Regions from separate parts of the Sus scrofa genome. Here all the other regions are linked to region 1. A link is a contact called in public HiChIP or PLAC-seq data. All regions are on one chromosome and are shown on one strand. The core of a region is the stretch at or near the end of the contact, and the rest is flanking DNA. Distances in the headings are between cores, read along the strand shown. Region 1 has its middle 110 kb from the start of CREB1. Region 2 has its middle 110 kb from the start of CPO. Region 3 overlaps KLF7 (Kruppel like factor 7).

What was found. HiChIP or PLAC-seq counts read pairs in DNA pulled down with a chosen protein or histone mark.
Region 2: an H3K27ac HiChIP or PLAC-seq map of skeletal muscle shows a contact between it and region 1, with 5 times the contacts expected there. The contact joins two enhancer-like sites. A contact is called at or near these places in 2 of 47 Hi-C or Micro-C datasets (embryonic fibroblasts and liver) and 2 of 2 datasets of contacts at active chromatin or transcription factors (alveolar macrophages and skeletal muscle).
Region 3: a contact with region 1 is called in an H3K27ac HiChIP or PLAC-seq map of alveolar macrophages. The contact joins two enhancer-like sites. A contact is called at or near these places in 2 of 47 Hi-C or Micro-C datasets (embryonic fibroblasts and epiblast stem cells) and 1 of 2 datasets of contacts at active chromatin or transcription factors (alveolar macrophages).

What each region holds. Positions count from the first base shown.
Region 1 is chr15:110,597,195-110,601,781 of Sscrofa11.1, forward strand. No RefSeq gene overlaps it. Among named protein-coding and RNA genes, the nearest start is that of CREB1, 110 kb to the right of the region's middle. Within about 2 kb of position 2,202, at least 30 of the 83 cell types and tissues checked have an H3K27ac peak or open chromatin away from gene starts, as enhancers often do. A contact at or near this core is called in alveolar macrophages and skeletal muscle, where this site is marked.
Region 2 is chr15:110,268,428-110,273,014 of Sscrofa11.1, forward strand. No RefSeq gene overlaps it. Among named protein-coding and RNA genes, the nearest start is that of CPO, 110 kb to the left of the region's middle. Within about 2 kb of position 2,139, at least 24 of the 83 cell types and tissues checked have an H3K27ac peak or open chromatin away from gene starts, as enhancers often do. A contact at or near this core is called in skeletal muscle, where this site is marked.
Region 3 is chr15:110,316,438-110,321,024 of Sscrofa11.1, forward strand. The region is part of intron 2 of KLF7 (Kruppel like factor 7); the gene reads right to left. Among named protein-coding and RNA genes, the nearest start is that of KLF7, 60 kb to the right of the region's middle. Within about 2 kb of position 2,299, at least 8 of the 83 cell types and tissues checked have an H3K27ac peak or open chromatin away from gene starts, as enhancers often do. A contact at or near this core is called in alveolar macrophages, where this site is marked.

The DNA of each region.
Region 1 (4,587 bases), core at 952-3,451:
ACAGTGTTTAATAAAAAAATAATTCTGACACCACGGTGCTTCCAGTTTTTGGAAACCTTAAAATAAATCCCAAATTTATTTCTAATGGAAATAAATCACAGAATCCAAGGTACAAAATTATTTCCACAACTCCTCCAAGAAACATCAGAAAAGCCCTTGCCAACTCCTGGCTATTCGGGATACTGTTGTACAAAAGAGGAGCTTTTTAAAAGAATAACCCTTATCTATCCTCATGAAAGGCTAATAAGTAGGCATTACCAGGATCTAAAAAGAACATGTTCAATTTCAAATCTTCTCAAAACCTTCTGGATATATTTACTCACTTCCACAATTAGCAGGTGTTTGAAGCCCTGAAAATTTTCTCACTGCTCTAATTTTATGGTTAATGACATAGATACAGATACAGACAGACAGATCTGAAGAGCTATGGAGCTGGATAGATATATATTGCCTCTCCCCATAACCAGATTAAGCTACTCATGAATCCTAACTGCAGCTAGAGCGTCCCTGTATCTCCCAGGTAGATAACCACTACAGTTTGTTCATGGAGAGGGCTTGTGTTGATTGGTGACTCAATGTAAATATACAAGCTAATTCTGAGTGGATGGAAAAGTAATGGTGAGCTCAATAAATCACCCCACATCCTTACCTTTCTAGTTGTAAAAAAATTGAAACTGTAGAGACTGTAAAAAGATCAGGAGTTTCCAGGGATTTGGGGACAAGGGAGGAATTATGAATAGGTGGAACATAAGAGATTTTTAGGGCAGCGAAAATACTCTGTACAACACTATGATGATGGATATACGTCATTATACGTTCATCCCAAACCATAGAATGTACACCACCAAGACTGAACCCTAATGTAAACCCCTGGACTTTGGGTGATAATGATGTGTCCATGTGGGCTCATCAGTTGCAACAAATGTATCACTCTGGTGTGGGATGTTGATAATGGGGAAGGCTGTGAATGGGGGGATGAGAAATCTCTGCAACTTCCTCTCAATTTTGCCATGAACCTAAAAACTGCTGTAAAAAAAAATACAAATCTTAAAAAAAAAAAATGTTCCTTCCTAATTCTGTGTAAAGACGCGCATGCTGGTGCCATGTCCAACTTCGAAAGGAAGGCAGGTCTGCTGTACTGGGGATGTTCCCTGGAGCTACCCAGCAGTAATGAGCCTTTCAAAACCTTTCAGGGAGACAGGAGGGCAAGGGAGCAAGAGAAATGACGCTGCTGTGACAAGTAGAGGAGCAACTCCACAGTCCATAGTTATGTAGGTTGTAGATCCTCCCCCCCCACCCCGCCCCAGTGGTTTAAAGTGATATAATTGGAGCTATATTTGACATCAGAGCAATCTGGGTTCAAGTCCCAATTCTGTCTCTTACCAGATGGATGTACCTGAGCATATTAAATCTTTCGAATCCTTATCTTCATCATCTGTAAAAATAGGTGGAATAGCAGCTTTGTTGTGAGAATTACATATGCCGATTCACTCAAAGTGCGTCAAGAGGAAGTGAACATTCAAATATTGTTAGTTTCTTTGCCGCTCTGACTTCCTCCTCTACCAGAGCATGGTTTTTCCATCAAAGCAGGGCTGCGAGATCACTAAATGACCCTACTTCTCTGTCACAATGTTTCTCAACTTTTAAAAATCCACATGCCTCTTGACCATATAAAGTTTCACTTTCCCACTTTCCATGTTGAGATTTATAGATTTGACCCCTAAAATAGGCTGGGAAATTAAAAAGGCAAATAATACATGAATATTCCCCAAATCTCTCTCCCTAAACCACAGAGAGCTCTGTGGCCGAGCCCACATGTCTGCATGTGGGTGAGTGTGGGTGTGTTTCAGAGTGAAATTTTCATTTGCTGCTCTCTGGTTACTCAGCCCCCGCCAGAAGAATTCAATTATTCCCAGAAGTCAGACACAAGTCAAGTCAGCTGTTTTGCTTAAAGAAACAAGATACATCTTAAAGCCCCAAACAGAAAAGTGGAAAAGAAGAGATTATTTGGGTGGCTACAAATCACTAAAGTTCTTGCCAGCAACGAGTGGCAGGCTCTCACCATCTGATTGTTTTTCAAGAAATGCAAAGACACATCACCTTGCTCTGTGATTTATCAGCAAGCCAGCTTACTAGGTGTTTGCATCAGACTGTGTGGACCCAGCACAGGGAAGTGCAGGGAGGAAGTGAAACAGGCATCTTTTAGATTTCCTTTGCTTCTGATTCTGCCTTCATCCTGGCAGGAATCCGCCAGCCTTGCTCAAATGCATTACCCAATTTGTACTATTCGTGAGACAAAGGGAGCCATGCAGCTTCAGGTGCCTGTTGCAGTCACGGGGCTAAGCAACGTCAAGAGAACATTTCCACAATTATCTGCTAGTCTGTGACCGAGAGAAGGGCACAGCAAAGTCTGGCCTACCTCCAAAGAAGTCTCATTGGGGCTGTGGGGAGATGGTGGGAGAAAAAGTTTTGGGGAAAAAATGTGTATTCAAAATAATTTTTAAGAATGTAAAAAAAATCAAACTACAATCCCACAGCCTATCTGTGACTGGATATCCCAGGTTACCTCTTTCATATTCTGCAATTTTACTTTCTTGATATAAGCTACATTCTTCTAAATTGGTTTGAGCCAATGCTAATCACATATGCACACATGTACAGCCACATTCAAAGAGTTAAAAAAAAAAAAAAACCACCTCTTTTCTAGTCATTAAATCTGGGCTATAGTAATGAATAGATATCTCAGGGTAACCTTCCAGGATTTGTGACTTTTTTCTTTCTGAAACATACCATTTTGACACACATAGGTCATTCTTTGGCAGAGAAAGCAGAGCTCAGCAACTGCTTTATCAGAAGAACTCACAGGCATTAATTTCTAACAAAGCTAACCCATCTCCATGCTGAGCAACACAATACACCCAGATACCCACACAGGCACGGGTGTGTGCTCGAGGTCCTTCCCGTCTGGGTCTGGGAGAAATAGACCAAACGCGTTCACCCACATTTACATTTTCTATACTCACAACAACCAATTAGAACCACAGTCTCACTTTTCATTCCATCCTTTGACCCATCTTCCAAAAAGAAAACCCACTTGTACAGGGAAAGTGTGGAGCCATACCTAGAAATAGATACTGGGGCTACATTAACATTTTGCCTTTGACCTGACTTAAGAGCAGCTACAAGCAAAGTTGGAAAAAAGAGTCGCTCCCTCTTTCATCATGTCTGGCTGTCTTCTCTCCACATTTAATGCTAAGGATACAAGATGAACCAGACAGGCCCAGTTCTGCTCTCATCGAATTAACAGCAGAAGCAGACAAGTCAAGAGGCAATTTCGGAACAGTGTGGTAAGTGAAAAAAGAGGAGTTAAGGATGCCCTTGGAGTGCCAGGGGAACACCTAAGCCTGGAAGGTGATTGGAAGTTAAACCAAAGAGAGGAGGAGAGTGGAGGCCAGGGTCAGAAAGGAGAGCCCTTCTGGATCCTTGTGGCTGGGGTATATGAAGCATTCCACAGGGGTGTGGTGAGCCATGTAAGGCTGCAGGGCTAAGTGTGGATCAGATAACGAAAGGCCTTATAAACCAGAATAAAGATCTGGGGAGTCAGAGAAGTACTTTAAGCAGGCGGAGTGACATGATCAGATCTGCTGTTTAGGAAGAGTCCTTTGTCTGCAGGAGAGAGAAAAATTGGAGAGTGGTGCAGTGAAAAGCGGGGAGAGCAGTTAGAAGGCAGCTGAAGTAGTCCACAGGAGAGCTGATGGCAGCCTGGCTTACAGACCTGACCCTGAACAAGGAGAGAAGTGGACGGATTCAAGAAGCCAAATCCCTTCCCTCAAACAGGTGAACAGAAGGACGCCGACAGGCGAGACGTGACTTGTGCCTCATGTCCTTCCAATACGAGTCAGCATTTCACATTTTCTCTTTGAAAATCACCATCTCTCATTTATCTTCTTCACTTAAAATCTTGGTAATTGAAAGAAATATGAAATCTTTCATTTATTTTGAACCCAGAAAGGTCAAACTGTCCTGGCCAATGTGAACAGTTCATTTGGTAATCATCCAGTGCCTATTTGCCACAGGCCCTGCATGGCCACTGGTTCACTCCTGGCATTTGTTCATCAGTCCACTTTGTCAAAGTGAATGAGTGAGCAAATGGCAATCAATGTCCCCAATAAAAGTTTTAGGAGATAATTACAGTGACGGGAAATGCAGTCATTACAACAGTCATGCTGGGTCTGTTGTGATGCTACTAATCACACCACTTTTCTGATTTCATGTAAATTGCAGGTACCTTTACTCCTGTAGGAATCTCTATTAATAGATAATATCATTATGCTAATAGCTGCTTAAAGTATAATTTAAAAATTTTACGTGATCTAAGCCAGATATTTTAAAACACTATAATAATCTAACAAATATGAGCCAAAAAATAAACCTTATCACATTTAAGGAAATTATTTTTAAAGAGAGGCACCTGCAATTTACCCATTAAAAAACAGAGTTATACTACATGGAACTGAGTGATTAAATGTATGCATTTTTTTTTCAATTATCCAACAAAATAGGAAGCCCAAATGCTCCACTATCTGA
Region 2 (4,587 bases), core at 889-3,388, 330 kb before region 1:
GGCTGGCAGCTGTAGCTCCATTTTGACCCCTAGCCTGAGGTCACTTCCACATGCCGTGAGTGAAGCTCTAAAAAGCAAAAAAAAAAAAAAAAAAAAAAAAAAAGAAAGAAAGAAAGAAAAGAAAAAAAAAAACCCTTGATCTTGTAAATGACCAAATACAACAATGCAATTGTGTGTTTAATCCTTAAACATGGATTAGTTACTTTAATAAAAATATAGTAAATCTCATCTTTTGAACACATTTTGCAGAACTCTGATAGCCCCAATATAAACATAAACAACTATTAAGTGAACTGCATCTTGAGGCACCTCATCTCAGGAGGGTAGAATTTGGGAGAAGGGGAAGGGAATTACTAGAAAAGTGATGTTTTCACCTCAGCATTTTGCTCAGCACTTTTGTGACTTTGAGCCAATCGTACAACCGCTATGGGCATGAGGTTCCTCATTCAAAAGGCAAAGAGGAAGGAGGGAGTTGGGCTTAGATAAGATCTATCCTCCTGACCTCACTTGTTTACTATGAATATTAAATGAGATAACATATTAAAGCTATTGACAAGCTATTAAAACTAATCAAAGAGGGTATAACCTTCTCCATTACTCTATTATTTCACTAGTGAACACTAGAATAGTTTCTCTTTATTTTGTATCTATGGAGAGCTGTTATTAAAAATCACTCATTATTAGAAAAATGCAAATGAAAACTACAATGAGGTATCACCTCACTCTGGTCAGAATGACCATCATTAAAAAGCCTACAAATAATAAATCCTGGAGAGAAGGGAACCCTCCTACACTGTCGGTGGGAATGTAAATTAGTGCAGCCACCATGGGGAACAGCATGAAAGTTCCTTTAAAAACTAAAAATAGAGCTATCATGCCATCCTGCAATCCTACTCCTGGGCACGTATCCAGAGAAAATCATAATTGGAAAAGATACATGCACCCCAATGTCCATAGCAGCACTATTTATAGGAGCCAAGACATGGAAGCAACCTAAGTATCCACTGACAGATGAATGGGTAAAGAAGATATAGCATATGTATACAATGGAATTTTACTCAGCGGCACAAAGGAACGAAATAATGCTATTTGCAACAACGTGGATGGACCTAGAGATTATCATACTAAGTGAAGTAAGCCAAAGAAAGAAAAATATCATATGATATCACTTACATGTGGAATCTAAAAAAATTATACACATGACTGTATACAAAACATAAATAACAAGAACCTATTGTATAGCACAGAGATATCTATTCAATATTCTATAATAACGTATAGGGGAAAAGAATCTGAGAAAAAATGGATATATATACACATGTGATTCACTGTGCTGTACACCTGAAACTAACGCATCGCTGTAAATTAACTTCACTCTAATAAGTTTTTTTAAAAGATACAAATGACTTATTTACGAAACAGAAATAGACGCACAGACATAGAAAACACACTTAGGTTGCCAAAGGGGAAAAGGTGGTGAGGTGGGTAAACTAGAGTTTGGGATCGCCATGTACAAACTATGATGCATAAAACAGGTAACCAACAAGGACCTACTGTGTAGCACAGGGACCTATACTCCATATATTGTCATAACCTCTAAGGGAAAAGAATCTGAAAAATATATATACGTATATATATCACGCTGAATCACTGTGCTGTACACCTGAAGCTAACACATGGCAAATCAAGCATACCTCAATAAAAAAATTAAATCAAAAATCTAAACGAATCAGGACAAATCCATCAGGTCCATTGCCCTGGAACAGCTTTACTATTGTAAGTACTGCAGCCTGTGATTGGGGGATGAAAACGACGATCAAGTTCCTCCTAAAGAGAGGGGAGGGGAGGGGAGGGAGGGGAGGAAGGGGAGGGAGGGGAGGGGAGGGGTAGTGGGGGAGGAGAACAGCTCAGAATATTCTTCCGTGAGGCTGTCTGGTGTCTTTCCCTTCTCAGGATTGCCCTTTCTTTTCTTCACCTCTCGCGGAGTGCTACTTCCCAAGAGAGAAGCCTTTTGCAATAATAATAGTACGTTAGATTTGCCTGACATTTTATTTGGAAGGAAATCCAAGTTATTTAACAAGCGAGTATTGTCTCCTTTGACCGGCCGAGGAAGCTGGCCCGAGAGCCGGTGCTCCGGAAAGCCACCCTGCCGGCGAGTGACAGAACCGAAGGGAAATCGCTGCATCTTCCGTGCATATCATCTGGGATCCCTTAACAAAGCCACTGTTCTTTCTGTACAAAAATAACCGATGCAGAAGAAACACCTCAAAACCCTTTCCCGCAGTTGCGAAGGAAAAGGACGGAAATGAGTGGGCGCTTAATCACTGCTCCCCTCTGGGCCGAGCTTCCGGACCCTTCTTCCTCCCGGTACTCTCCAAGAATGGCAGGAAATCAGACCTCTAATATGGAAAGCATAACACTTAGCAAAGAAAAAGGCAAACATTTCCACGGGGGGGTTGTGTTTTTGGAGAACACACTGGTTCGCTTTGGGGGCATGATGTCTCCGGAGAAAGAGCAGGACTGAACCTAGGAAACACTGGCCCCCCAGCCTGCCTAGCAAGTCCCTGGCGGAGGACTGGGGGGCACGGCCTTGAGGCGGCTGCAGGGAAAAGGAGAGAGGCCATAGCCCCTCTGCTGTCGCTTCTCCCCTGGTGTGAGAGCAGAGGCCCCCCAAGTCCAAGACCTGGGGTGAGGTTGAGCAGTAGGTCTATTTTCTCAAGGACTAAGATTAGACTCAGATCTAAGAAGCTGCCCCCGAAACGTGCCAGCTTTCTATTAGTACTGGTAATGACAGCAGCATCTAGGGAGCAGGTAACATATGCCAGACCCAAGTCGCATCAATGCCATGGATTCATTCCTTCCATTCCTCTTTTTCTCCATTTTTATTTTTATTTTTTATTTATTTATTTTTGTCTTTTTGCTATTTCTTTGGGCCGCTCCCACGGCATATGGAGGTTCCCAGGCTAGGGGTCAAATCAGAGCTGTAGCCACCGGCCTACGCCAGAGCCACAGCAACGCGGGATCCAAGCCATGTCTGCAACCTACACCACAGCTCACGGCAACGCCGGATCGTTAACCCACTGAGCAAGGGCAGGGACCGAACCCGCAACCTTATGGTTCCTAGTCGGATTCATTAATCACTGCGCCACGACGGGAACTGCTCTCCATTTTTAAAAATTGCATTGAAGTGTAGTTGATTTACAGTGTTGTGTTAATTTCTGCTGTGCAACAAAGTGATATTGTTATAAACACATTCACTGTTTTTCAGATTCTTTCCCCACATCACAGAGTATTGAGTAGAGTTCCCTGTGCTACACAGCAGGTCCCCGTTGACTTCTGTCATTCTTGAAATGATCTTCAAGTGACTAAGAGAGACCAGGATGGTCACCCTCAAGGAAAATTCATAATTAGTGTCTGCTTGTATTCCACAATGCTTTTACATTTATTTTCGAATATAAAGTCTTCCAATGCTTTTGGAACTTATCTTGAACCTAGAGAGAAACTCCTGTTAGAAAAGACATGACAGGAAGTTCCCGTCATGGCTCAGTGGTTAACAAATCCGACTAGGAACCATGAGGTTGCAGGTTCGATCCCTGGCCTTGCTCAGCGGGTTAAGGATCCGGCGTTGCCGTGAGCTGTGGTGTAGGTTGCAGACTCGGCTTGGATCCTGCATTGCTGTGGCCCTGGTGTAGGCCGCCAGCTGCAGGTCCAATTAGACTCCTAGCCTGGGAACCTCCATATGCCACAGGTGCAGCCCTAAAAAGACAAAAAGAAAAAAAAAAAGAAAAAAAAAAAAAAAAAAGACCTGACAAAGAAGGAAATGGACAAGGTGGACCATTTTTCTCTACCTTGTCATGTCATGTTTTTCTCTAGCAGCTGAAGGTAAGAGTTTCATATTGTCTCACTGAGAGAAGGCTTTCATCCCTTTTCTCTTTTGTCTAACAAAGAGAAAGAAACTATAGATCGTTAGTGTATGAAGAGTTCGAAAGAAGAAAACAGCATTAAACCTAAAAAGAAGGTTTATCTCAGAAATACTGCCAAGTAGATGAGAAGATTTTCCTTAATGGGCTGAATAGTGCATTTTGTGAATGCAGGGATCATATCTGCTTGGTGCCATTTGCATATCCAGAGCCTAGCCCCAGAGATTAGCTAGCATTCAAATGTTCGTTAATTAACTAAAACATTAAAATTATTAATTTTTGTTTAATGAACTACAAGAATGAATGGAAACATGAATACTTCTTTGAACCATTCAAATTCTTTTGCTGGTCTATGATTTCTATATCAAATATTCCTCAAAATTATATGATCACAGAATTTAAGGAGAGGAAGGCATTTAGGAATCAGCTAATCTATTCTTTTTATTTTTTAAGAAAGGCAAAGCGAGGCCTGGAAATGTTAAATGATTTGCCTCAGGTCACGCGGCTCACAGAGGCATAGTCAGAGCGAGCGGGGAAAATGTCTCCTGACTCCTCATCCACCGTCCTTTCTTCCTGGACCCTTTTCGTGATCCTTCAGACATAAATTGATAAGGAAATTCATCTTTGTCCTTACTGTAATGGAATTATGTTTTTTTTCCTCCCATTG
Region 3 (4,587 bases), core at 1,049-3,548, 280 kb before region 1:
TCAAAACTAGCTTTCTTTTTTAAAATGGGGGGAAAAAAACAAGATCAAATACTCTTAAGTTCAATCAAAATAGAACATAGATAAGACAATCATTCCTTTTTCTTAGCTGTTCTAAACTTGCTGTCATATAGGACAATATGGTAACAACTCACTTGTTACTTAGCATGTGTATAAGTAGGATGGCAACTTATTAAGCCATTTTTTTTTGTTGAGCCAAAAACACAGCTAAATTCATTTATATTCTATTTGAATTTAACACCGCCCCCCAATAACAACTGATTTCTAAAGGACAAACAGAATGGGTTAGGCACTACGGTTCAGAACAGAAACATTTGAAAATCATTGTCAGGGCCTGTTTCCTTATCTATAAAATGGGAATCATAAAAGATTTACCCCACAGGTGAGAGGTAAATACAATGAGGAATGTGAAAGCTCTTGGTGACAATCAATACAAGTGATATCATTATTGCTTATGTCTTTGGATCAAGCAATAATGTGGAGGCAGCCACTCCCAGGTTTGGTCCCCAACTCCCTTCTCATTCCCAAGGCCAATCTGAGTAGGAATGCCTCAGCCTACCCTTTCTTTAGCACATCTGCTCCGGGGAGCTGACTAAATAACCATTGCCTCTTCAGGTCATCAAGATAAATATTACTAATTCCCTACTGGACCTAAAACTAAGGTCTGATAACAACTGTGATCCCAAACATGACACTTACCATGACCCCAGGAGGCCAGCTCACTAATCACAATCTCTCCAAGTGGCAAGGGATAAGCTAATCTGTGTGAAAGACACAGATGTCACGTCCTCCCTACAGCCACATTCACATGTATGAGAGGAATAATGTCAGCAGTATTATCTCCACACAATTATAATAGCATATTGTCCATTGTATCTGGGGATGACACGTCTGACAAAGTTATTTTCTATGCATGTGAATGCAGTTGAAAGGGCCAATGCATAATTCACATCTCCTGACAAAATGCAAGCAGAAAGTACGTGTCTGGCAGATAATGCCACTTAAAATCTTTTTACCTGAGGTAGCACCTTCCTCCCTGAGAACTCAAAATGCATCAGGGTACTCTCCTCCAGGTGCTGGTGAGAACCTGACCATGAATGAGGAAACGGACTGAGGAAGCACATACTAGTGCAATACAGGTTTCCACATGCAAGTTCTATTTTCCGACTGAAAACACTTATTCCCAAACTTATTTGTGCCCTAACAGTCAACCTTCTGTTTGATAATAAGAAAACCATTGTTATAATTTGGCGAGGCTGCTGTACGTGAGAGGACAGGTAGAAAATGATCGTTAGTGCCTGGTCAGCTAGACCCATTTCCTGGCTAAAAGCCTCTCTCCCACCTATCAGCCTGGCGGCCCATGCGATTTAAATCCCTGCCTCAGCGAAATCGCAAATTATTACAGGTCAGGAGCCTACAGCAAGAGGGGAGGGGATGTCATTTGAGAGGAGCTATAAGCATGAATGTTAATTCTAGAAAGCAAAGGGAGCTGGGGGTGGGGGTGGGTACAGCAAATTGTCTACCAGACAGAAAAAATAAATTATACAATAGTGATACTTAGTCAATTTTTCAAAGAGCACAAAAGGGAAGGCAGCACTTGGTCAGTAGTCTTAAAAGGATGAGGAAACATTTGGCAAGTGGTGCAAGAGTAACCCAAAGAGATGAAATGAAAGATGGCTTGGGTTGCGTTAGGCCAGGCTTTCTCAATCCTGGCCATTTGGGGCTGGATGGTTCTCGGCTGTGGAGGCTGCCCTGTGTACTGTAGCATGTTTGCCAGTATCCCTGCCCTCCACTTGCCAGATGCCAGTAGCAACCCCTCCTCCAAAAGGCGACAACCCAAAATATCTCCAGACATCGCCAAAGGTCCCCCGAGGGAGAAAATGGGCCCAGGTTGGGAACCACTGCATTAGGCACCTAATGATGTCACATGTGCAAAGAGCTGGGCTAAAAGGTTTGCTCTCACACACAATGGCTGGCCTCTTTAGCCATCGAAAGGAGGTCCCAACGCCTCCCTGGAACAGTCACACGACTTTCATGTTCCTGCCAGACCTCATTAGCTTCTCAAGTTCTTGAAGGGTCAGGCAAGGCCCGCTGAGCAGATCAGCTCCCCTGGGGTGCAGGCGGCCACGTGAGGTTGTGAGCACAGGGTGTCCAGCTGAAGGGCTGAGGGGGCCGAATCCAGCCCTGCCTCTCAAGCACACGGCTGCCTCTGCCCCTAAGGAAGGGGAGTGGTTTTTTTCATTTGCACAAAGGCATGCCATGGGTTAGCAGCAGTCCTGCTAGGCTCCTGGCAGCCGCCAGACTTCTCTTTTCCAGGTTTGTCAGTGGATGGACCTCACACAAGCAGTAGCAATGTTGTGTGCAGATGAGAATTAGCAAAGCAGGCCTTTTGTGCCTGAAGAGAATTGAACGTTTGAAGCAGCTTCGTGAAACACCTCCTTTCCTTAGCCCCCAGAGCATGCTGACACTCTCACCATTGCTTTAAAGGTGGACACATACAAAGAATAAAAATCTGCCCACCTGAAGAGCAGGAATGCGGGAAGCTAGGAAAGTGGGTACTGGTGTTTGTTTACGGCTGGGGCAAACCGTGACAGCTTCCGCCTTCCAAGACCCGTGCCTTGGGCTTCTCAGGTCTCATCAGAATCAAAATGAAGCTACGTAACCACATCCAATCGATGAGTGAGGAGCAATGGACAAAAACAGCTGGGATTTCCTTGGGTTTGTGCTCCATATCCTGCTTCAGTTGACAGCATGGTACTCAGTTGACCCATGATATTTCAAAAAGATTAACAACGGGTCCTTTTATTAGACAGAGAAATAATATCTATGCATACCTGCTCTGTAGTTATCCTCTGATAACGAGGTTTTCATCTGGAGTTCAATCACTACTAATGGCTAGCTGGTTTCCTTAAGATCTGTGGAATACTGCATTCTTCATTCCATCATCCTAGCCTGGTTTGAAGCCTTCTACCTATTTTAAGGATACTTGAAGCAGCAATGATTCCATAGGGCTTGATCTGATCTCCTTACTACTGGCAGGGCTGTGGCTCAGAAGAGAGCTTCTCCTGTTTTACTTTCGATCGAGGAGGACAGATCTCATTAGTATGGGAAACCACTACCAGCCATTAGCATCAAGTAAGAGTTGCCTTTGCTAACTATTTCTGTGCACAGTCACACAACATGCTCTTAGTTTTTCTCAATAAAACAGGCTTTTTTCCCAGGGGGATGAAGTTGGCTCTTCCAGGGGCCTCAATTTACATACACTTTCTCAACCATTTCAAGTGCAAACTCCTTGAAGCATCAGTTCATTTCTGAAGAATCTTCCTCCCCACACTTCCAGGAAGAATTTCAATAATGATGAAATGGAAACCTCTACTTAGGAAATAGAATAATATGGAAAGTAATTATGCTTTAAAAAAAATCACAAAAACTGGTTTTAGGTTTATGTTGTACTCCATTTTCTTGTTTGCTATAAGGAAAGAAAAATCAGATGTGCAAGCAAAAAATCAGATGCTTATTTCTATGTAAAAATGCGATGGTATCACCAAAAAAGTACTTAGGACATGTGCTACACACATCCGAGGAATGAAATCCATAATGGAAATTCAACGGTCTAGATGCTTCCCTTTACTTCTTCTTAATGAATAAAACAGCTGGGAAAATCTCATAATTGCTTTTAAGTCCATTTGATTTCTTTATACTCTGTATGGTATCAAGAAGAATGGCTACAAGAGAATTTGGTCCATTTGAGAGATAAAATGGCATTCTCCTTAAGATGTTAAAGATGCTGCTTTGTTATTAAGTTAGAAATTTTAATGTCTGCACAAATTCTATTAGTGTCCATATCAGCTACAGATGTGTAATAATTTGCCAGTTCTTTCTTAAGAAGATCAAATCCATCATTGAAGTAATGCCTTCAAATATCTTGTTTCTTTTAAACTATATTCAAAAGGTAAGCAGGGAGAAGAAAGACTTGAAGATTCTAATGTGTTTTCATAGCTAAAGGATTTAGTTGAGAAAGCAGGCTGAGGGGACGCAGGTGCCAGACATTGTGTAGAATTTGCACTTACGCTCCATTAATTGCCGGCATATCTTCCTTTCCCTTTTTCCTCCCCTCCCCCCATTAAATCCCTTTGGAAAACAGCAGAGCAGCAGGCCCAGACTGGTACCCAGCAGCAACACCAGGAGCAGAAGTAGCCAATTAGCCTCCAGAATACAAAGAGGGGGAAAAAAAAATTGATGCAGTTACCTAGCAACCAGAAAGAGCAGAAACAGCTGTGTAGCAGGCCCAGGCTGGTACCCAGGCAGAAACAGGATAGCCAATTAGCACACTGTATTTAATGCTGATGTGGTTTCCTAGTAACAGGCTGTACAAGTCTGTCTGTTGCATTTTCTCCCTCCCTTCCTCACATTTTCTTCAATCATGCACAGTATTACTATTTGCCCTAATTACTGTTTCTCCACTGCTTCAAGCAGCCATTATTTTGTCCCCAGAGAAATTGGAAGAACTCAGAAAAAAAATCTTCTGTAATGACAGTATTTAGTTTCAAATTCAGATTAGCTATAAGC